Linked DNA regions of Mus musculus: regions 1, 2 and 4 are each linked to region 3. The links are chromatin contacts, called in public HiChIP or PLAC-seq and promoter capture Hi-C maps. All regions are on one chromosome and are shown on one strand. The core of a region is the stretch at or near the end of the contact, and the rest is flanking DNA. Distances in the headings are between cores, read along the strand shown. Region 1 holds the start of Snph (syntaphilin). Region 2 holds the start of Tmem74b (transmembrane protein 74B). Region 3 holds the start of Rspo4 (R-spondin 4). Region 4 holds the start of Fam110a (family with sequence similarity 110, member A).

Evidence for each region. Promoter capture Hi-C pulls out the DNA fragments that hold promoters and counts their contacts. HiChIP or PLAC-seq counts read pairs in DNA pulled down with a chosen protein or histone mark. Capture Hi-C pulls out chosen DNA fragments and counts their contacts.
Region 1: a contact with region 3 is called in a promoter capture Hi-C map of adipose tissue. The contact joins the promoter of Snph here to the promoter of Rspo4 in region 3. A contact is called at or near these places in 11 of 39 promoter capture datasets (the 3T3-L1 cell line, 3T3-L1-derived adipocytes, the HPC-7 cell line and 5 more), 1 of 484 Hi-C or Micro-C datasets (embryonic stem cells) and 1 of 9 other capture datasets (adipose tissue).
Region 2: an H3K4me3 HiChIP or PLAC-seq map of embryonic stem cells shows a contact between it and region 3, with 13 read pairs. The contact joins the promoter of Tmem74b here to the promoter of Rspo4 in region 3. A contact is called at or near these places in 4 of 115 datasets of contacts at active chromatin or transcription factors (embryonic stem cells, fetal liver and stem cell-derived neural progenitor cells) and 1 of 9 other capture datasets (embryonic stem cells).
Region 4: a promoter capture Hi-C map of second pharyngeal arch cranial neural crest shows a contact between it and region 3. The contact joins the promoter of Fam110a here to the promoter of Rspo4 in region 3. A contact is called at or near these places in 5 of 39 promoter capture datasets (cranial neural crest, frontonasal cranial neural crest, liver and 2 more), 3 of 115 datasets of contacts at active chromatin or transcription factors (forebrain, neural tube and stem cell-derived neural progenitor cells) and 2 of 9 other capture datasets (liver and pancreatic islet).

What each region holds. Positions count from the first base shown.
Region 1 is chr2:151,629,817-151,635,185 of GRCm38.p6, reverse strand. It overlaps Snph (syntaphilin), which reads left to right and starts at 2,593. Exons shown (of 6, transcript NM_198214.3): 1 at 2,593-2,730; 2 at 2,932-3,038. Gm46786 (a long non-coding RNA gene) reads right to left here and starts at 307. Exons shown (of 3, transcript XR_001783621.2): 1 at 1-307.
Region 2 is chr2:151,700,463-151,705,279 of GRCm38.p6, reverse strand. It overlaps Tmem74b (transmembrane protein 74B), which reads right to left and starts at 3,272. Exons shown (of 2, transcript NM_001160363.1): 1 at 2,835-3,272.
Region 3 is chr2:151,840,288-151,845,283 of GRCm38.p6, reverse strand. It overlaps Rspo4 (R-spondin 4), which reads right to left and starts at 2,357. Exons shown (of 5, transcript NM_001040689.1): 1 at 2,132-2,357. The coding sequence starts at 2,210.
Region 4 is chr2:151,977,133-151,982,166 of GRCm38.p6, reverse strand. Fam110a (family with sequence similarity 110, member A) reads left to right here and starts at 1,948. Exons shown (of 2, transcript NM_146127.3): 1 at 1,948-2,174.

The DNA.
Region 1 (5,369 bases), core at 1,344-3,843, 210 kb after region 3:
CTGCTTTCTGAGGCTCAGGAGAATTCTTTACTGACTGACACCATTCCAGATGGGAGTAGTGTGGGTGGAAGAGCTCTCTTGCTTTGGGGACATTGTTAGTGGAGACTTCTGGGAAATGTAGTCTTTTAAATAACCAGGGGAAAAAAAAAACCAGGAAGACGATATGGAGATAGATCACAGTCTTAGAAATTCTCTCCCCATAAACATGCAGTGATTACATGGTATTGTTTAAGTAAGAAGACGTTACTTGTTTAATTAAGGCAGATAAAGCATGCCATCACTAGTTCTCTGGTGTAGTATTAGGGGGTTTTTGTTGTTATTGTTTGTCCTGTCTTTTTTTTTTTTTTAATCTCCCATGACCTTTTCAATTCCAGTGTACTGTTCTTGCTACCACTGCTCTTTTTATATTTCTGCATAGTGTATATAATATAATGATGGCCTTTAGGCAAGAGAATTAAATTTAACTGGAGATTTAATAGAGAGAAGGTGTAACAAATGCCCCCCCCCATAGCCATTTACTACTTTAAAAAATAGAAAAGAAAGAAAGAAACCCTGGTAGATTTAATAAAAATGCACTATAGAAAAAGATTTGACTTATAAGAAATAGAAAAAATTAAAATAATGCTTTTTTGGGTAGGTATTATGAATATTTACAAAGCTACTTTTGAAATAGCAGGCCAATAGTGCAGAGACTTAATGTAAATTAATGAAGTTGCTTTGCTAATTCTGTTGGAAAACTCAGCATGGGTAGAGAGTAGAGGCACCAAGTTCAGTCCAGGCCAGCATTTATTGATCATCTTCCATGTGCTAGCTTCAGTCCTAGGCACTAAAGATATAGCAAGAGGAAAATGTTCTTTCCCTCACAATGTGTACATTCTAAGGGAGGTGATGTAGATTATCACAGGTAGTAACTAACTGTCTTTTTTCAGTTACAGATAATTAAAACAGCAAAACTCAGACATAAATGCATGAGGGAGGGCATTGCTGGGGAGGTGGCTCAGCCACTCCAGTGCCTTCCAGTGAGCATGGGAATCTAAACAGCCAGGTAAAGAAGCCAGGCAGGGCCACACTAGTGTAGTGAATCAGGGAGTGAGCTCCAGCCAGGCTCATTGAGAGACCTTGTCTCAAAAACGAAAGTGGTGAGTGGTTTTAAAAAGGACCTCTGGTGTACATACATATACCCACCCATCCACACAACCTCTGGTGTGCACACACACCCACACACATACAAGCTCCGGGGTACACACCTACACCCACACAAACACACGTTTATGTGTACATACAGCAAGAACAAGCGACTGAAGGAAGAGGAGGTCGGTGCGCTCTGTAGGTTGACTGGAAAAGGTCTATTACTTTTCTCAGGACCTTGACCAAATCTCTGACAGAAGGAAACTTTAAAAGGGAAGGACTATTTTGGCTGTAGTTTGAGGGAAATATAGTTTATCATGTCAGAGGAGACATGGCAGAAAGCTTATGGTCGCGTTGTGTCCTCAGTCAGGAAGCAAAGCGATGAATGTTCCTACGCAATGAGTTTTCTCTTTTCACCCTATCCAGTCCGGGCCCTAGCTCACGTCCAAAGTGGGCCTTTCTTCTTTCCTTAGGGAAATCTCTTTGCAAACACCCTCACAGACATATTCAAACATATGTTTCCGAGTCGACTGTAAATTCAGTCAAGTTGACAATGGCAGATGACCTCCCTGAGATAGCAGTGTCTGAGCAGAGACTTTGAGGAGTCCAAGGAGCAAACTGGACGTCTCGGTTGTTCCAAACCCATGAACTAGCAAATAAAAGCTGGGGGTAGAGGCCCAGCAAGGAAGAATTTAAGAGCAAAAGAGCAAAATGAGTGGCGGGCAAAGTCATGTGAGAGGACACCAGCGAGTTGAGCTAGAATAAGAGCAAGACAGCAAGGTGAAAACTTCCCAGAAGGTAGTGAGCAAAGGCCCAGCTGACCAGAAAGGGCTGCTTCAAGAAGGGAGCCCCTTCCTACTGCACCCAGTGGGGCAGGCAAGAAACCAGGCCAGCAAGTTAACTTATGGCGGCCAGAAATGGGAGCGCTAGAAATCCAGCTTCCTGGACTTTGTGGTCCCTTGAGCCCTTTGATGTCAGGTAAAAGGCAGGAGACAAACCCACAATAAGGATTAATTCGCTTTTTATTGCCCAACTTTCCAGCTTACTGTTTTAATACTGCAAAGGATAACATTTCTTAAATACCTTCGGGATTTTAAGATTTTTTTTTTTTTTTTAAGGCAAGAGCTGTTCGCATTAAATAACTCCTGACATTCACAAATTGGTTTAGGGGGTCAAAAATGTTTCTAAAGGCGTCCAGATAATACTACTACTTAATGTGTGCCAAGGGGTGAGATACTGAGGCCCAGAAGCTGAAGGGATAGATACCCTTTGAAGTCCTTCCCATCCCCCACCTCTGAGCAACAGCTAGTTGGAGGTAATAAAGGACCCCATGCATGCTTGTTGATGTCTTGGCTCCAGGGCTCTCAGAGCGAAACCAACTATCTCTTTAAGAAGGAAAGTGAAGACGGGAGGCTTACGCAGCTGCCGGCGAGCTGCCGACTGGCTCATCCCCCTCCATCCACCTCTCCTTCCCCGCCCTCCACCTCTCCCTCCCCGCAGCCCCAGCCCCAGCAAGCACCCGCTAGCCACCTTCAGCTGGGGCTCGGGAGAGCAATCCGGCTGCCCTCCTGGGGGCAGCCCAAACCATGGAAGCCTTCGCAGGTGATGACAAGGACCCCGGGGACCTCCGGGCCCACCGCCCAGCCTCACCCGCCGCACCCAGGAGTGCAACTGCGGGGGTGCGGGGCGCCGGCCAAGCACAGGAGCTGCCCTAGCCCGCGGCGGGCAGCGTGTCCTCCGAGCTTGCGGGCTGCGGCCACCGGCGCTCACCCGCCTCTGTCTCTCTCTTCCCCACCGCCGCAGGTTGCTGATCACCGCCAGGCGGCTGCTGCAGCGACTGCAGAGGCGCTGCGCCAAGCGGCGCGGGAGTCGTGCGAGCCGGCCGGACTGCGGAGGGCGAGTGGACCCAGGTGAGGAGGCCACGGCGGAGCGGGAGGGGGCCTCCGTGGCTCCGCGGCCGCCAGGGTCAGTTTGAGACCGCTTGCGGTGGCGCGATCCCGCAGAGGTACCAGGCGAGGAGGGGATTAACGTGACTCATCCCTAGCCTCCCTCCATTCCCCCACATCCTCGTAAGCACCCCTCTCCCTAGCGTGAAATTTACTAATTAATTAGAGGATGCTGTTTTCAGTAGGGAAGACGCCCAAGGTCTTTGACATCTAGTAGATGGGTTTTAGGGAACTAACCCCTCGCCCTTCTTGTTTGTTTTTCTCTTCTGGCATTCTGCAAACATGTGAGCTTCTCTTTGGAACCGCACAGCACACCCACCACAAGGTCAAGTGCCTGTGACTGCCTTCCTATCTTGCCCACTGATAAACATCAGAGCCTTACAGTAGATCTGGCAGAATTTCCCATGATCCCTAGAGTGAGAAATTTGCCTCAGTCTCCCTGGAGCTTCCAGGGTATCTGTTGTTTTCTCTTTCCACTCCCTAGCAGGGAGCCAGACGGCTTGCAACACCTGCCAGCCTCTAAACTCCCCACATTCCCTTGCTTCAACGCTGCAGGGGTGGCGAGGCTGGTCACATGCTGCTTGTTGCCTTGGCCTTCTCTGCCCACCTGGGGGTACTTGGGTGGGCTGGAGGAGTTTCCCAGAAAATGCTGGTCTCTGCAAGTCAAGGGGTGTAAGGAAGTGAGATAGGCTGAGGTTCTGGGCCTTAACTTGCTGGTTGGCTCCAAGTAGCCATCTTACTATTTTCTGGGGTGTGGGTGTCTGTTTGCTTGTCTGTTCAGTGCAGAGGCTGGGCTAGATGATCCGTACAATTTTAATATATCACTTGAGTGTGGCTTCAATAACTCTGGAGACTTGTCCATTAAAACCATTTAAGGTTCGGACCTTGAAATAATTGAGGTCCCCTTGGCCATTCTCTTTTGACTCTGGACTTCCTGAGTGGAATGTTGACCTTCTGGGTCTCACAACACTGGAAGCATCAGAGGATTCTATGGTAATATCCCTGCCCTGACAAGTTACTTACCTTCCCTCATTTGTGAACCTGGGAGATGGTACCGGCCTCAGAGTTCTAAGGGTGAGATGAGATTCATATGAAAGCTCTTGAGATAACGGCTTGACACACACAGTAGGTTTTCAAGGATTCAGAATTTGAAGGCAAATTAGGAGAGAGAGGAGTTCATGTTTGCCCCACCAGACTCTTCCAGAGCAACCAGAAGATGAGAACATTTCCGTCGCAAGAGCTAAGACAGTTCTAGCAAATGACAGTTGCCTGCAGTCATGTATAATCCAGCCATGAGCTTGGAAGACCCTGTCATCCATAGGTGGCATCCCATGGGAACAGAAGCACATGAGTCTTGAGTGCTGGCAGAGAGCAGGAGCCAGGATCACAGATCTCAATCTTTGCCTTCCCTGCACAATCTCTTCTGAGACCGAAGCAAGAGAGTCAAGTTCTGGGGCCCACATTTCCTATTCTCTGTTTCCTTCCTTCTTGTCATTTTCAGCCGACTGACCAGCCATCCTGTCTAGCTCTAGTTTATTCCAGCAACATAAAGGAGGCTCCCAACAGCGTGGGGTGGAGTTTTTGCCGCAGCACCAGTTAGGTCAAAAGAGTGGGATGCCCCCTCCCATCCCTTCTGTCCTAAATCCCTGCTGGACTGTGAGCTCCCTCTGGCAGAGGCCCAGTCTTTGCTTCTCTGTCTCCAGCCTCTGGCCCATGACAAGGCATAAAGTAGGTGCTTAATAAGTGTTGAGTTAAATACATTTGAGAAAATGATACCTCCAAACAAGCTATGTTGGGAAAACAAAAAACAAAAAACAAAAAACAAAAAACCTGTGGTGAGTTGGCTTTCAAAGGTCAGATGGTGCACCGGTGTGGGTTGCCATTATATGGAGATTAATAATATTCAGATTAGTATATATTGAGATTACTAGTAATTATTCATGCAATATACTCGTGATTAGAGAGAATTGGGAAGAGTGATTCCAACCATCACTGTGTGAGGGAGGGAAGCTGCACAGGAGAGCTAACCAGGCTAATACAGAAAGCAGTAGAAGGTTAGAAGACCAAGGTCCCAGACTCCGTCCAAGTGCCACCTCACTGTGTGACCTTGGACTTGATTTTTTTTAGCAATTGTTCATCTCCATCTGTATACTGAGAAGAGTGGACTAGACGATCCCTGAGCTCCTGGTTCTGAAATTCCATTAAGAGGACTTTAAAAAAAAAAGGATGACTATCTATTATTCCTAATATCAGTTATGGAATGCCAGAGCGCTGTAGGGGATCCTTATTGTCTCT
Region 2 (4,817 bases), core at 2,023-4,522, 140 kb after region 3:
CATACACACACACACACACACACACACACACACACACAAGTGTATATGTGTGTATATATGCAACTAATTCATCAAAACATATATGTATATGATGTGCCTATGTATATAAAGATGCCATATGCACCTTCCTGTAGGGAGCAAGTGAAGCCCTCAATGAATGTGTATTGCTGACATGGGCATGACCCCATATGGAGAACCCCAATGCCTCAGTCCCATGGGAGACAGTGTGTGCAGAAAACGTCCACTTGAGCTTTCTCCCTCCACTGCCTGTTGATGGCCTGATGACATCCCCTACAGAGAAGGCTCCTCCTACCAAGATTAGCTAAGCCTGCCTCCTTGTTCAGCTGTGTATACTATCCCTGCCTTCTTGTTTATCTGTAATAACCTGCCTTCTTTCTTAGCCATATTCAACAACCCCACCTCTCTGCATATAATAACTACGCTGATCTAGGAGAGCTGTGGATTCCCCACCAGCGAGCCCAGACCACCTGGATCTCAGCTTTTCTGCATGTCGGTGTCTGTCCTTTCTTTATTCCCGTGGTATGAAGGCCCAGGCAGGCTGATCCCCAGAGCCATGTATATGCAGCAGATACCCATTCCCAACTTCTCTTGCAAATCTGCCTGCCATGTTCCACCATCCCCGCATAGCACACACCTGGCACTGGTGATGGGGCTTTTTCCCTTATGTGGCTCTGAACTCTTCATAGGCACACCTTCTGACCCCACAGAAGCACAATACATACCCTGATGTCCTGAGGGTACATACATCACACAGCCCTGGCACACAAATGCACAGTCAGCAGAGACCCTAGGTGTGGCGTGGCTCTCCTGTTCTCATGTATCTGTACATGAAAGCTGCTTCTCTGTGTCCCTTGGTCACTCACTGTCCAGTGTTCTGTGGGCGCCTGTGTTTCTGTGCAAACACGAGCAAATAACTGAAGTGATGGTAGATGGATGAATGAATGAATGAATGAATGAAACTCCGAGAGCAGAGGTGGGAAGTCTCTCTGACCTTCCTATGTGGATCTCTTAACAAACACGTGGCCTTTCATCCTAGTTCAAAGGCTGCTACCGCTTACAACTCCGTGCTATCACTGTGTTCCTCCTCTGCCGTGTCCGTTTAATACACGCTGAGCACTGACTACTTGTTAGATTTTTTCGTTAACACCTCACTCAGGAATAGCTCAGCTCTATCCCCATTTTAGAAAACACAACCAAGATCTTATGGTATGTATGGGGACCAGGGACCAAGAGTTGAATATATGTACCCCAAGAATCTCTGTTCCCTACATACTTGCAAAACCCACACTCCACCTCCCTTCCCTGGCTCTTGGAACCCTCACTTGAGACAGCAGGCATGGGAATCCTGGTCTCTCCACATCTCCCTGGGTCCCTAGCCTTCTCTCAGTTCCCAGAGGATGGATAGAAAGGATGGACGGGAGTGCTAGTTGGCTTTTTACTTTTGGCATTCAAAGCTACTCAGAGCCTGAAAGTAGGTGCCACTTATGGCCCCCACCCATTAAGCCCTCAGTAAGTCTGAAGAACGTGGGGATAGTCCACAACACTTTTCCTAGATGGTGCATTAGTGCCTCCATATCCCAGAGGATATCTGGGGCACACAAATAAAAGAGAACAGGACTCTCTTTTACTCAAAACTTTTTCCTTGGGATGCCTGGGTGAAGGAGCAGACACAAGGAGGCTTCATCCCTTTAACTGCTTTGGAATGTCTGTTTCTCTCATAAGATGCTTAGTAAGTTACTAAAGGGCTTGCTTATCAATTATCCAGACATTAGCTCACATGCGCGCACTTGCACACAACACACACACACACACACACACACAGAGAGAGAGAGAGAGAGAGAGAGAGAGAGAGAGAGAGAGAGCTATGCTGGTGCTCATGGATCACACTCCAAGCCCGAAGCCACACCAGTTATTGTAATTGTATCTGCAGTCCTATAGTTCCTGAAAGGCAAGAGCCCCCCCACCCCCGCCCTGTTCCACACTCACTGTCCTCGGGACGCTTCCCACAGCAATGCCCACAGACCCGGGAACTAAGTGTGACTCACAGATTCTCGGGTCACTCTGGTGGTGGTACCCACAAGAGGGTAAAATCAGGAGAGGGAGAGGGCGGGATGAGAGAAGGAGGAAGAAAGGGAGAAAGGAATGGAGACTACCTCTAGCACTACTGAGATCTAAGCAGGATCCACCCAGACCTGCCCAAGTCCAGCACTCTCACCCATAGCGCACTCTGACACCCCGGAGCTGGACACACTGCCAGGCTGGGTGAGGCTTCGCAAACCCAATCGACAGACACACGCACTCGTAGTACACAAAGCCTCAGGCGCGCAGATGCATACACGCAGGTCCACGCGGTTATACCCAAAGTTCTGCGCGGAAAGCCCCAGCACCCCGGCCTCCCGCCTCCCCCGCGCCCGCCGGCCCGCAGTTCACACCCCCTGCTCCTGCCCTTGACCGCATACGCCACGGGCCAGAGCAGGCCAGACCCGGACGGTCAGCGCTCGCAGAGGGGCGGCCCTGGGAGGCTGGGGCTCGGCGGGGCCGGCGTGCTCCACGGAGCCCCGGTCGCGTGTCCTTCGGCGGGCCGCGAGGTCAGGCGAGCTGTCCTTCGCTGCCACTCCCCGCCTCGGGCCCTGCGCCGGCGGCTCGCGGTCGGCGTGCGGAGCCGTGTCGGGCCTCCCTAGTCTCCGCACGCGGGAGCACAGAGCTCCGGGCTGCCGAGGGTGTGCGCAGATCCCGGCCCGGCCGCTGCCTCGCCCTCCCCGGCTCCCGCCCCCTTCCCGGCCCGCCCGCAGCGGCTGCCCGGGCGCACGTACCTGCTCGCGCCGCGCCGGGCTGCACCGCGTCGGCCGCTGGGGGGCTCCGAGAAGGAAGGGATAAGGCAGGGCGGGAGCGGAGGATCCTGGAGCGTCGCCGATCGAGCTCCGCCCGCGGCGGGCGAGGGCGCCGGGAGAGTTAGCGTGGGGAGGGAGCCGGCTGCGGGTGCCCGGCCCCCACCGCCCCTAGAGCCACCTCTGTCTCGCCCGCGCACGCTGGCCGGGGAAACCCTAGGCAAGGAGCCCGCGGCGCTGGGTACAGGGGCGGGGCGAGGCGAGGAAGGGGCGGGGGAGAAGACCCCTCCCCCGCCTCTGGGGAGACCCTGCGGCACCCGGGGATGCTTTACCCACCCCAGGTAGGACCCAGGGTCCTCTTCAAGGTCTGTAGATCCGGAGTATCATCCTTGCGTGGGGCTCGATGGCTCACGGGCGCCACGTGAAGGCAGAAACGAAGCCTCTACCCACCTCTATTTCTGATGGGTGTCCTTCTGGGTCATTGTCCACGGCCACGCACACTCTTGAGCTCCAAAGCCACCTGCAAAGCTCCTTCTGCCGGGCAGCCTGTCTGGCTTCCTCAGGGACACACTGGGGTTCGTCCATCTAGGCACTCCTCTGACCTGTGGAGCCCGGTGCAGGTGCACAGGTTTCTGTTTTAAAGGGAACTTCTTCCTCTTGGGGGCCCCAGGCCAAGCCCAAAGAGAGGTCTGGTGAGTAAGGGAAGGTTATGGTTTCCGGGAAAACTTCGTGGCCGGCTTCAAGTAAGTCTTATCATCTTTCTGAACCTTATTGTCCACCTTTGTCCAAGGGAATCATGACTGCTGACCCTGAGTACTCTGCCAGTGTGAGCGGAGGCTACTCTGACATCCAGGAAGACAGCTAAGGTGAGAAAATCCCTGCCCTGGCTTCGTCGCTCTCTCACTGTCAAAGGCTCACTGGTCCTACTCCAAAGGCATCCAGTCCTCACCCACCAGGAGAACAAAGGTTGTCTTGGAAGCCTTGTGGGCCCCGTGCTGAGCCTCCAAAGCTGTCTCCCTCTATTCTTTGAGAGGCCTGAGCGATTTGCATCTCTACAGGGAAGCTGGCAATGGCACCAGATTCCTGTGCAGTGCCATCTCCACCCCTCGCAGGTGTATGACCTCGTACAAACTTCTCTCTTTAAGCTCCTTTTCCCATCTGTAAATGGACTCAAGAATTCCATGAGATCCCAGCCATTAGAGTGTCCACAGTTCCCTCCCTGCCCTGTATAGTCCTGCCTTGCAGCACATCCTCAGTGGTCACTCTCTTCCCTCACTTCCCTCAAGTCTTTGCTCACATGTCACCTTCTCAGAACCACCTGCCTGGGCCATCTTCTTAAAAAGAGTAGCGCTCTGGCACCCTGCTTGCCTTCACTCAGAACTTCTCACTAGGGCATTCATCAGCTCCTGATAGTGTATTTCTTTGCTCAGTATCATTTCTGCTTAAAAATAAGTAACACGCTGGGTAGCAGTGATGCAGGCCTTTAAATTCCAGCACTTGGGAGGCAGGTGAATTTCTGAGTTGGAGGCCAGCCTGGTCTACAGAGTGAGTTCCAGGACAGCCAGGGCTGCACAGAGAAACCCTGTCTGGAAAACCAAAATCAAAACTAAGAAAATCAAAGCAAAAAAGAGCCAAGTGTATAGTACAGACTTTGTTCCCCTCCCTGGTGTATCCCGAGACTTAAAAAGGGCCCTTGATATCTATTCTTTAAATAAAGAATTGAGAGGTGCACAGCTATTGCTCTTGTTGTATACTTGCAACTAAGCAGAGCCCGTCCCTGCCCTCAAGAAACTCCGGTGATATTCCAGAAGGAAAAGGGATGCACACAGGCAGTGCTGTAGCCACAGTGAGGGATAACAAGCAAAGGTACACTGTGCTGTGCGCGTCTCAGGCAGGGTGCTTGCTTGAGTCTTGGGGATGGGATAGCATTTTAGCAGAAGAGGGGACTGGGCCACAACGGGCACTTGT
Region 3 (4,996 bases), core at 1,108-3,607:
ATCAGAGCCAATGGGGAAACTGAGGCTGTGGGCAGAAGCAGAGGAGAAACCCTTTTGTCCAAGGTCACACGTCATGAATGGTTAAGGAGAGGGACTGAAGTCCAAGGCCGTCTCCTTTGTATCACATGAACAGTCACAACCTCGCTGAAGACGCTGGGCAGGCGTGCATACCCGAGGCTCAAAAGCAGCCTCTCCATCTAACTGGACCAATGCAAGGAGCAACGCTCTGCTCCCACATTCCTTAGGAGGTGCTGGCGAGCTGGGCTAAGGGGAAGGACAAATGGTTTTCATGTCCCCTCCCCCTTGTCCTCTCCCTTCATTAGTGAGAAGCATCTTAGAAATCTAACTCTGCTCCCCTCCAGGTAGGTAAACTGAGGTTCCAAGAAAGGAAGCCTAACTCAGCTCATAGGGTCTCACAATATTTATCACATGGATCTGAGTCCGCTGTATTGCTTGTCTGCTGTGCAGCCTTAGACAACTGCCCTCTCTGAACATGTTTCCTCTCTAAAATGTAAGCACCTCTCTTTGCACTCACTGGCCTTTTCTAAGTAGTGAACGACATAACAACCAAGAAACTGGGATGATTAATAGTATCAGGCCTCACGGAGCACCCGCATAGGCAGCTAATGCTCTACATCTTAGCTATGGTTCCCCTGATGAGTGGGAGACTGAAGTTTATTGCTTCCATCTTAAAGACAAGTTGGTGAAAAGATTGAAAACATCCTTTCAGAGTGGAGTATCTGGAGGACTAATGGAAAGGATCTCATACAGGTAAAACTGAAGTCTGAGGGTCTTCCCTGAGGTCACTCAGATAAAACCTTCAAGGAGGGCCACAGATCCAGCTAGGCTGGCTCCAGTACCTGGGCTCTGGACAGCGGGGTGAAGGCCATTCACAAGCTTTCACCTTCAGGACCCCCAAGTCCCTGCAGCCTACCCGAGGTCCACCTACACCTCTATCCTCTCTGCTCTTTGTCCAACTCCCTTAACAGTTTCCCTAGGCCACGGCCTGATATTCCACCCCATACCTACTTCCCCACTGCCCCTGTGTTCCCTGCTTCCTTATAGGAGCTGCAACATCTGCGAAAGGCTTTCCACGCAGATGGACTAGAAGTCCCTATGGGTAAGGCCACTCTCACACACCCTACCATTCAGTATTCCCAGACTCAGGCTCTCAGTCAGAGAGCAAATCAGAGCTCCCACCTGCCCGTTGGACTGCTCAACAAAGCAACCTGCATGAATGTCTGGTTCCTGCTCTATAGAGTGAGATAGCCACTGTCATTAGGGCATCATAGGGGACCTAGGAAACAGTGTGTGTCTCACTCTTGGCATGGCAGCCAGCCTTTGGTAGTTGATGCACAGACAGGCATCCAGAGTCCTGGGGCCTTCCCTGTTCAGACACAGGGCTTGCTGGTCCTCTTGCCCTCCCAACACCAGCTCAGGTTCTGTCAACTCCAGCTCTGCAAGGGCAGTCTCACCTCACCTCCAAAATACATCTGACTGTGGCACTGAGGAACTGTGGCACAGACCCCAATGTTCACAGGGCCCAGGCGCGATTAGAGTCTCAGGTTCAAGTTTCCTTAGTGGCTCCAGGAGGTCCCAAGGAAAAATATCCTAAGATTCTGAGAGAGGACAAACTTCTTCCAGGTCATCCCCAGAAGACTTCAACTTGAACACAGGTCTCAGTCATGCTGATACCACTAGAGAGGCTTACCCAGATTAATTCTGGGAGTGTGGGGGTTGTGACAGCAGGGGTCAGGAGCAGTGATAGAACCCCCGAACCCCACATGAGCCCTGGAGTCACTGATCTTCATCCTGGCCCAGCGTGGATGCCTGGGCTGGCTTCTAAGTCACTAGCCCTGTCTTCTAGTTCATTGTTTCCAAGGGTGGTTCCTTGGGTTTTTGGTGTCTGTGGAGTTACCCTTGGGACACTGCTGGGAGGCTGGGGCCAGTGAGCCCGACCTCTAGTTCCCTCCCAGTAGTGCTTCCTAGGTCCAGGTTGTCGACAACTCCCCGTTCCGACCCTGAGTCAACAGTCCAGGCATCAGGCACCAGACAAATACCCATATCCGCTGGGCTACCACGAGTCTGTCTTGTAGTGCCTACCCCACCACCAGCCCGGCCACATCTGTACCTTGCTTCTTCCTTCGGTACAGGGCGAGCATGTCCACTGCGTGGGCGAGGAGCAGCAGCAGGCAGAGTGGAGCCCGCATCTGGGCAGCCTGGTGCTCCTGGCTCCCCGACGGCCCGGCAGCCTCTGTGCGGGGGACAGCCTGTGGCGCGCGTTGAGCATCCGCGGGTCGCTGGTCGCTACGGCCACCAGGGACCCGCCGGTGCGCCCAGGGCGCGGTGGGTCGAGTGAGGGCGTCAGCGCGGCCGCGCGGCCGGGGCGGGGAGGAGTCGGCGGCTGGGCGGCGCTTAACCCTCGGGGGGCCCTTGCGGGCGCAGCCCCACGCCCCTCGCACGTGCACAGGCCGGCTCTAGGTACACAAGCGCACACGCCGCACTGCACACTCACCCGGACAGACCCTCCCTCTGCCACTCTGGTCTTCCTCTTCCTCCTGTCCCCAGGACCGTCCTGGCTTGTTTTTCTGTTTATTCCCTGACTGCCTCACCTCCAACACAGGACTCTTGCCAAGCGCATGGGCCTCTCTGGCTCACTGTTCCGACCTGGCTAGCTTGGGTTCTGTGGTGTCTTGCCCTTTCCATATCTCCTCTGGGGTTGGGGGACGAGGGTAGGCGGAGTGGGGGAGGGGGGAGTGTGAGCAGGCTGCTGCTCCACTCTGTTGCTTTTTCTTTCTAGTTATCCCAAACACTTTCTGGTTGTAGCCTCTGAGCCTTTCCTGCTGCAGCCTTGGGGAGACCCTACTCTTTGACCCAGTGTCCAACACCGCATACTTTGCTTACCAAAGGACCTAGGACCCAGGGTATATTTCTTCCAGCCTTATCTCCAGGATTGGGTTGTTTTTTAACCTTTTCAGTGCCAAATTGCTCTTCCAATAAAACAATATTCTCCTGCCTCCTGTTACCCTGTGAACCAAGCCCATTCGCAGTGAAGCTGCCACAGAGAATGTTTGAGAGCCACGAACTTGACTTTCTGCTAAATACATGCATAAAAGCTTTAGAATAACGAACTTTCTCTTTTGACTAATTGTTCATTCGAAGGGGGAAGGGATTCGCAGAGAGACCAAGTAGTTTGCCCAAAACTGCACAGCAGCTCTATAGCCTTTCAGACGCGTCTCAGCTCAGCACACAGTCTCATCACCGAAGGGTGGAAGAGAGCCTTGGAGACCCAAAGGACCGTCTCGCTTCCTGTTTGCTACAAGTGTGACTTGTAGATAGAGAGAGGTCCTGAAGCTGCGGTCCTGCCCACTTATTCCTACACCACCAGCCCACCAGCACACACCTACCTCTGACCAGCCAGGTTCCGATGTCCTTGCTGTCTGTCTTCTCCCTTTCAGCCCAAGTCTCCACCTTCTCACAGTAGTTTGCAAGCTTTTCAAGCCTCTTATATGTGGTGTTTCTTTGTTGTTTGTTTGTTTGTGTTTGGTTTTGTGAGACACTGTTCTTGTGTATCCCAGGAACTCATTATGTAGATAAGGATGACCTTGAACTCCTGATCGTCTTCCCTCCATCTCCCAGGTGCTACTGAACAGGTCTGTAATACCACTTCTAGCTCCCTCTTACATCCTGAGCATCTTTTGTCTTGGCCTCTCCATGGATTGGTGGCCTAATTCCATTCCTCCACTGACTCTTTCAGAACCCAGTCATAATCTGACCCTCTTCCAGGGTTTTCTCTCTTTTTCTCAGTCCATACCTCTTCTGGGTATCCATATTTCCTCTTAACACATTGGTAAACATAGATATTTCTGTTTCTCCCTTTGCCCTAGTTATCCATGCCCCCCCCCCTTGGTTCCCATTCTTCGGGTACAGGTCCTTTACATGGCTTTTGCTATGACTCTGTCTAGAAAATTCTTCCATTTGTCCCCCTAGAACTTGGCTACAGCATGGCCTCCCCCCCCCCCAGACCTTCTCCCGTCACTGCAGAAGTACTGGACACTCATTCTGCTTGCCACCTCACTCTCCTCTTCTCTTTACAGAGCAGCCATCCACCACTGGCTTGGTTTTGGCTACAGCTTGCTTGCTTGTGAGTTATATGGGGGTAGCAACCATCTGTGTATTCTTCATGTGCCCAGCGTGTAAAATGATCACTCGATATTTTTGAAATGAGTAAATGTATGAATGAGTGAGATGAATGAGCGAATGGTCAAGCATTCACTAATCCCCAGATTTATTGTGGGACCTGTGGTGGCCTCCATGGGCTTGGATGTTTCAGTACTTGGTCCCCAGCTGGTGGTGCTGCTTGAGTAGATTTAGGAGGTGTGGCCTTGTTGAGGGTTACGTCACTGGGGGCGGGCATTGTTGTGGGGGCGGGCCTTGGGCTTTAAAAGCAGTGCACCATTCCCAACTCTTGCTCTTGCTCACACTCTGCCTCAGTTTTCCCCTTGTGGTGTGAGCCCTCAGTGCTCAGCTTTCAGCTCCGGCCACCATTTCTTCCATCTTGTTCCCACTGTTACGGACCCTAAATTCTGGAACCCTCAGACCAAAAAACCCTTCCCTCTGTAAGTTGTCTCCGCCATGGTGTTTGATCACAGCTGTAGAAAAGTAAAACCTCAAGAATTTCCTAATCTTATGAGCCCAATGGACTTTCTGGACCCTGCAGAATCTGATTTTGAGGATTTAAGATCCCAAACTCAGGATCTTTTCCCTCCCTTAGATGCCCAGAGGGGCTGCTGTTTCTCTCGGGGTTGTCTGGATACTTCACCTGCCGTTTGGACCCATTGCCTCAGCACAGCTACCCAGGGAAGACATTGACACTGGGGATGCTAATGATCTGTCTAGGAACTGTGGGCTCAAGGATAATAGGGGATGCTGGTCACCGTAAGAATAGTGACTTACAACACATGGTCCCATAGGCTCAGGCTTCCCCCCCTCTTCC
Region 4 (5,034 bases), core at 699-3,198, 140 kb before region 3:
GGGTTCACAGTGTGATCAAATATCCTGCAATACACATGTATGAATGCATCACACACACACATACAAACAAAAGTTTAAAAAATTCTGTGACAGTTCAAGACTTGGAAATTTGCAAATGTCACAGAAGTATGAATAAGAAGCTAAGTGCTGAGAGGCAGCATCTTTCCTGCAGGTTAGCTTTCACAGAGCCAGAGGTGCAGTGTAGGCTGCTGGGAGAGAAGAGATGTCAGCAGTCTTACCCAGATGTGAATCCTCTGAACTGCAATAGTGACCAGCAAGGCACAAATGCTTTCGTGGTAGCCAACAGCGTTTTGGTTGGACTTACAGCTTGTTCCACAGGAGGATGTGCATGTCTGGTATTGCAAATCTGGCCAAGAACCCATGGTTAGGGAGCCTACTGGTCCCAGGGTGAACCTACTGCTATTATTTGCTAAATGGTCACACTATCAAACTGCCTTCTAAATTCACTCTATATCCATAAAACTAATGCAGCTTACAGACGCCATCAGAGAAGGTTTTCTGTGCCATGGACAGCACAACTGGTCGAGGGGCTGGGAATAAGAGTCTGTGGAGGGCTCTGCCACCGGTGTGAAATATGTATCAAATCAGGACGGAAAGACTGTAAGAGCCAGAGGTCAGAGAGGACCAGAGTAAAACAGACTCTTGTGGGCACTTCAGGGCCACTGCGCCGGCAAACCACAGCAGCTGTGGTTGTCTGTACATGATCAAGCCAGTTAACATTTCAGTACAGAGAGGGGAGAGGCTATGAGCCCCCACTGGAGGAGCTAGTTAGTTATAGCTGAATGTTTCTGGGGGAAGGAAAGTCAGTTTTTTAAAGGGTTGCAGCAGATTAGACTTGGTGCCTTTTAAAAAAACAAAAACAGGAGGAAGAGAGGGTGGGTGTAGGAGGAGTTAAGGGGAGAGAGTGCGGTAAATACGACTAAAATACACTGTGTTTATGTATTAAATTCTCAATGAATGAATAAAAGTATTATCTTTTAAGTGTAAAGGAATTAGTTGCTGTTTGTTATTGTAAATAGGCTATGTTTATTTAAATAGTATGGTTATGTATTTAATATCTATCTATGCTGTACAGAGAGTTTTGAAGTATGCTTAAAACATGACACTTCCTTAGCATTCTCCCATTGTTCTTAAATGTCGTTTAATCTAATCGTTGTAAGTTAATGCATGGTATTCCCAGCTGGAAAGCGGCGTTGAAGGTAGGTACCTCAGAGCTGGGTCATGAGTCCTGACAAGAATTATGTAGAAAGCTCGATTCAGCTTCTTTCCCAGGATCGACGTCTATAATTGATCTGGTTTTGATAAGCACAGTGGGAGCTACGGGTGTGCCCGTTTGAGGATTGACTTGCCATTTCAGGTTAGGGGAACAGAGAGGGAGAGAGGATTGTGGGTAAACACACAGAGAGGTAGCTGCTGAGTTGGAAGTAGGGCCTAGTTTGGGGGGTGGTCACTTAGTACCAACTCATGGGGAGACTTAAGTCAGGCAGCAAGTGTGAGGACTACTTGGGCAAAACGCATGAATTCCGAGTCAGCCTGGGCAACTTGGTGAGACCCTGCCTCCAAAGAAAAAAGTGAAGGGAGAGAAAGCTAGGTATGGCATAGACCTATAATCCTAGTACTAAGGAGGTTGTGGCCAGCCTGGGCTAGGCTAGTTATGTGTGAAGGCCCTGCCTCAAAACCCCAAAAATATTGGTACTAGTGCCTGTGCAAAACCAAGCAAACAAATTTGGGACTAGTAACTCTTGCAGCTGGAGACCGAGGAAGTCCAGCTGGAAGAGAAGAAAGGTCTGCCAAGGCCTGGGCAGCCGGAAGGCCAAGCGGCCAGCTGGGCTCCGGGCAGCAGTCGCCCTGCTGCATCTGCGGCTCCTGATGTTGCCTGGCAACCCGGGTGGCGCGCCGTTCGAACGGAAGCGACGGGCCAATCAGGAAGTCCGGGGCGAACCATTGCAGCAACGGGGACGGCGGGCTCACTTCCCTTTCCTCTGGGGCCCCAGGGACGTTCTCCCGGAGGGAATCGTGGGACAGCCAGGGCGTCCCACTCGGAAGAGCTCGCCGGTCTTCACACGTAGTAGCCTTCTCAGGTCTGCAGGGACCACCAGCTGTCAGCCTCGGCAGCCGGCGAGGAGCGGGATTCCTCTGGACGTGGGCTGCAGGTGAGCATGGGGGTAGGAGGCGGAGGGTCCCGGGGCAGTGCCCACGCATTAACCCGGGCAAGAGTCTCAGTACAGGGGGTCGACAGAGGAGAGTTCGTGTCTAGTGTCCAGCCCAGGGGGCCAGCAAAGGATCCAGGCTGTTTCCCTTTCCCACTCTGCAGTTCCCGCTCCTGGCCGATCAGAGGAACCCCGCGGGTTACTCTTTAAGGGGCTTATTGGGAAGACGTGGCTCAGGGGATCCCAGGGCTAGGCTACCCGTGCCCTACCGGCCCTTGGAGTTCCCCTTCAGGACATATACCATTCCCTCCCCATTCGCAACTTTTCTGCCTTACAGGGTTCTACAGAGTCCCAGTTCCCAGTGCTGCCCTCTCAGAGGGCCTCCCTGGGTTGAGTCCCTAGGACTGCAGGGCAGGGTTGAGTCCCTAGGACTGCGGATCCAAAGGCCTTGGAAGTCATGTGGATGTGTGTGTGTGTGTGTGTGTGTGTGTGTGGTACCTCTAAGCCAGAGTTGCTGGAACTGGACTTGAGAGTTGGGTGCAGGGTCAGACCCTCCCAAGTAGAGCATCTAATTTAGGCTGGACTCTTACCTACCCCCCTGTTGTTGATCTCGTTTCGTAGGTGGGGAATCTGAGGTTCTGTGAAGTTGAGGCTGTTGCTCAAAGGCACAGACTTAACTATGCAGAAGTCTTCAGTCCTTGACACAGGGAATCACCGACTCGATGGAGGATCTCTTATGAAGGGAACTACTCTTCCTCTGAGCCTCATTCTGGCTCTGGGGGAGCTGTGCTTGTCCATCTGTCTTTGTGTCATGCTCCCTACTCCAACTCTTGTATGGCCCAAGCTGGCCTCAATCTTACTATGTATGACCAGGCTGGTCTTGAACTCTCCGTCTTCCTAAATCTGCCTCCTCGGATGACAAGCATGTGCCACTGGCACACCAGTTCTGTGCCATTTTCGGGATAGAACCCAGGGCTTGGTTTGTGCTAAGAGAGCAATCTACTAGATGAGTTACACCACTGCCTCATTTCTTTCCACGTCGTCTAGCTTCCTGTAGCCTGATCTCTCCCCGAGTGTCCTGTTTTTCTCAGTAGCGTCTGTTCCATATTATGCGTGAGGTGTCTTATTAAGCAGTTTATTATCTTCCCCAGTGGAATGTGTCGGGCAAATGAGATGCTTAGCACAGGCACAAAAATGTCAGGGTGGCCGAAACTTGCAGAATCAAGATGATCAAAGCCAACATCTGTTGGCCATTTGCTGTGTATTGTGCTGGGGGTGGAGCAGGATAGGGTGGTGTCACTCAGGTGGACTCTGGCCAGCAGAGCCAGCATAGGCATTGTTATGAGCACACACACACACACTCTCTCCTCCAGCTACCTCACTTTAGGCAAAATGACAGGTGCCTCCGTGCTTCAGTGATTTGCAGCAAGCAAGAACTGGACAGACGCAGAATGGCCCTCAGTAAGGACTGATGGGAAATAATCCGAAACTCCTTAGATACTTTTGTGGCACCAAGAGGAACATAGATGACTAGCAAAGGGTCTGGGTGAGAATTACACACATAGCATGATGCGCTTTGCAATCCTGAACCCTGACTGTGGGCCAACTAATTGAGAAGACACAGACATAGTGATTACATCTACAGAAAGTTATGAGGTCACTGCCCTGCCTGGGGTTTGTCATTGGCTGTGTGAGTTTGGGCAAGTTTCTTCACATTTCTGAGCTGGGGTAAAACACTGCATGTGGAGTTCAGGCCTAGGCAGGACAGGAAGTGGGTGTGGCCACAGGCCTAATTCAAGCCTCACCTTCCTATCCTGGGTCAGGCAGGCCCTTCCCTAAGGCCTTGCTTGTTAGTCTTTCTGTCTCTCCTCTCTCCTTCTCTTCCTCCTTCACTGCAAGTCTGCCTTTGTTCCCATTTTTGTCAGGGTGCAAACTGAGTCCCCAGAGTTTGAGTTAAGTGGAGAGTGTGTGCTGGAGTGGTTCACGCAGGAGTTCACTGTCCTAGGCATCCTGGCCCCTCCCATGGCAGCCCACTCCTAACTCCTTGAGGTTTGTACAGAGCTACTCTGAGCAAGGCTGACTCCAGGGCAAGCCAGGGCATGAGCCTAGTGAAAACTCCAGAAATAGCTTGGAACCTGGCCTGCCCTGGAGAATGCCCAGCAGGGCGTCCAACCTGGACAGCTGGGCTGCCTCTTCCCCACTGCCTGGAGCCTTCTTGATCCTCTCCTGCAGCAGCCAAAGGCCTCCCTGTCTATGGAGCCTGATCCGGCTTTCCTTTGAAAGGACAGAGAAGCAGGTGGGAGGTACAGAATCGCATAAAATGATCAACCCTAGAAATCCCACCTTATACTGGGAAGAGAGGACACACGGCTGCCTGGGCTTAGAATGCTTGCCCCGTGCTGAGAACTTTAGCAGTGTGAGCTGTGATTTCGGTCCACTCTATGAAGTGAGGGGATTGCTGCTTTTAATGCATGGATGCGTATCCTGCAGCAGGCTTGTGAGAGGACACTTAAAGGAGTCAGTTCTCTCCTTCTACTGTGGCACTGAACTTGGATCCTCAGGGGACTGAACTCGGATCACGAGGCTTGTATGGCAAACACTTTCACCCCAAGCCATGTCTCTGGCCCCAGCGTCACCACTTTGAAGTACACAACTCTATACCCAATAACCAGTCATTTCCCACCCTCAGACTCCCCGGCACTGCCACCCTACCCCGCTCCTGGTGTTTTGACTCTGTGGACACAGAAGAGTGCAGTCGCTGTCTCACTGGATTCCGCTTACCGCACTCAGCCTGCTGCCTTCAAGTTCCGTTCATGCTGCAGCCGGCAGCTTTCCCTCTTAAAGGCCGAGTTACCGACCAGAC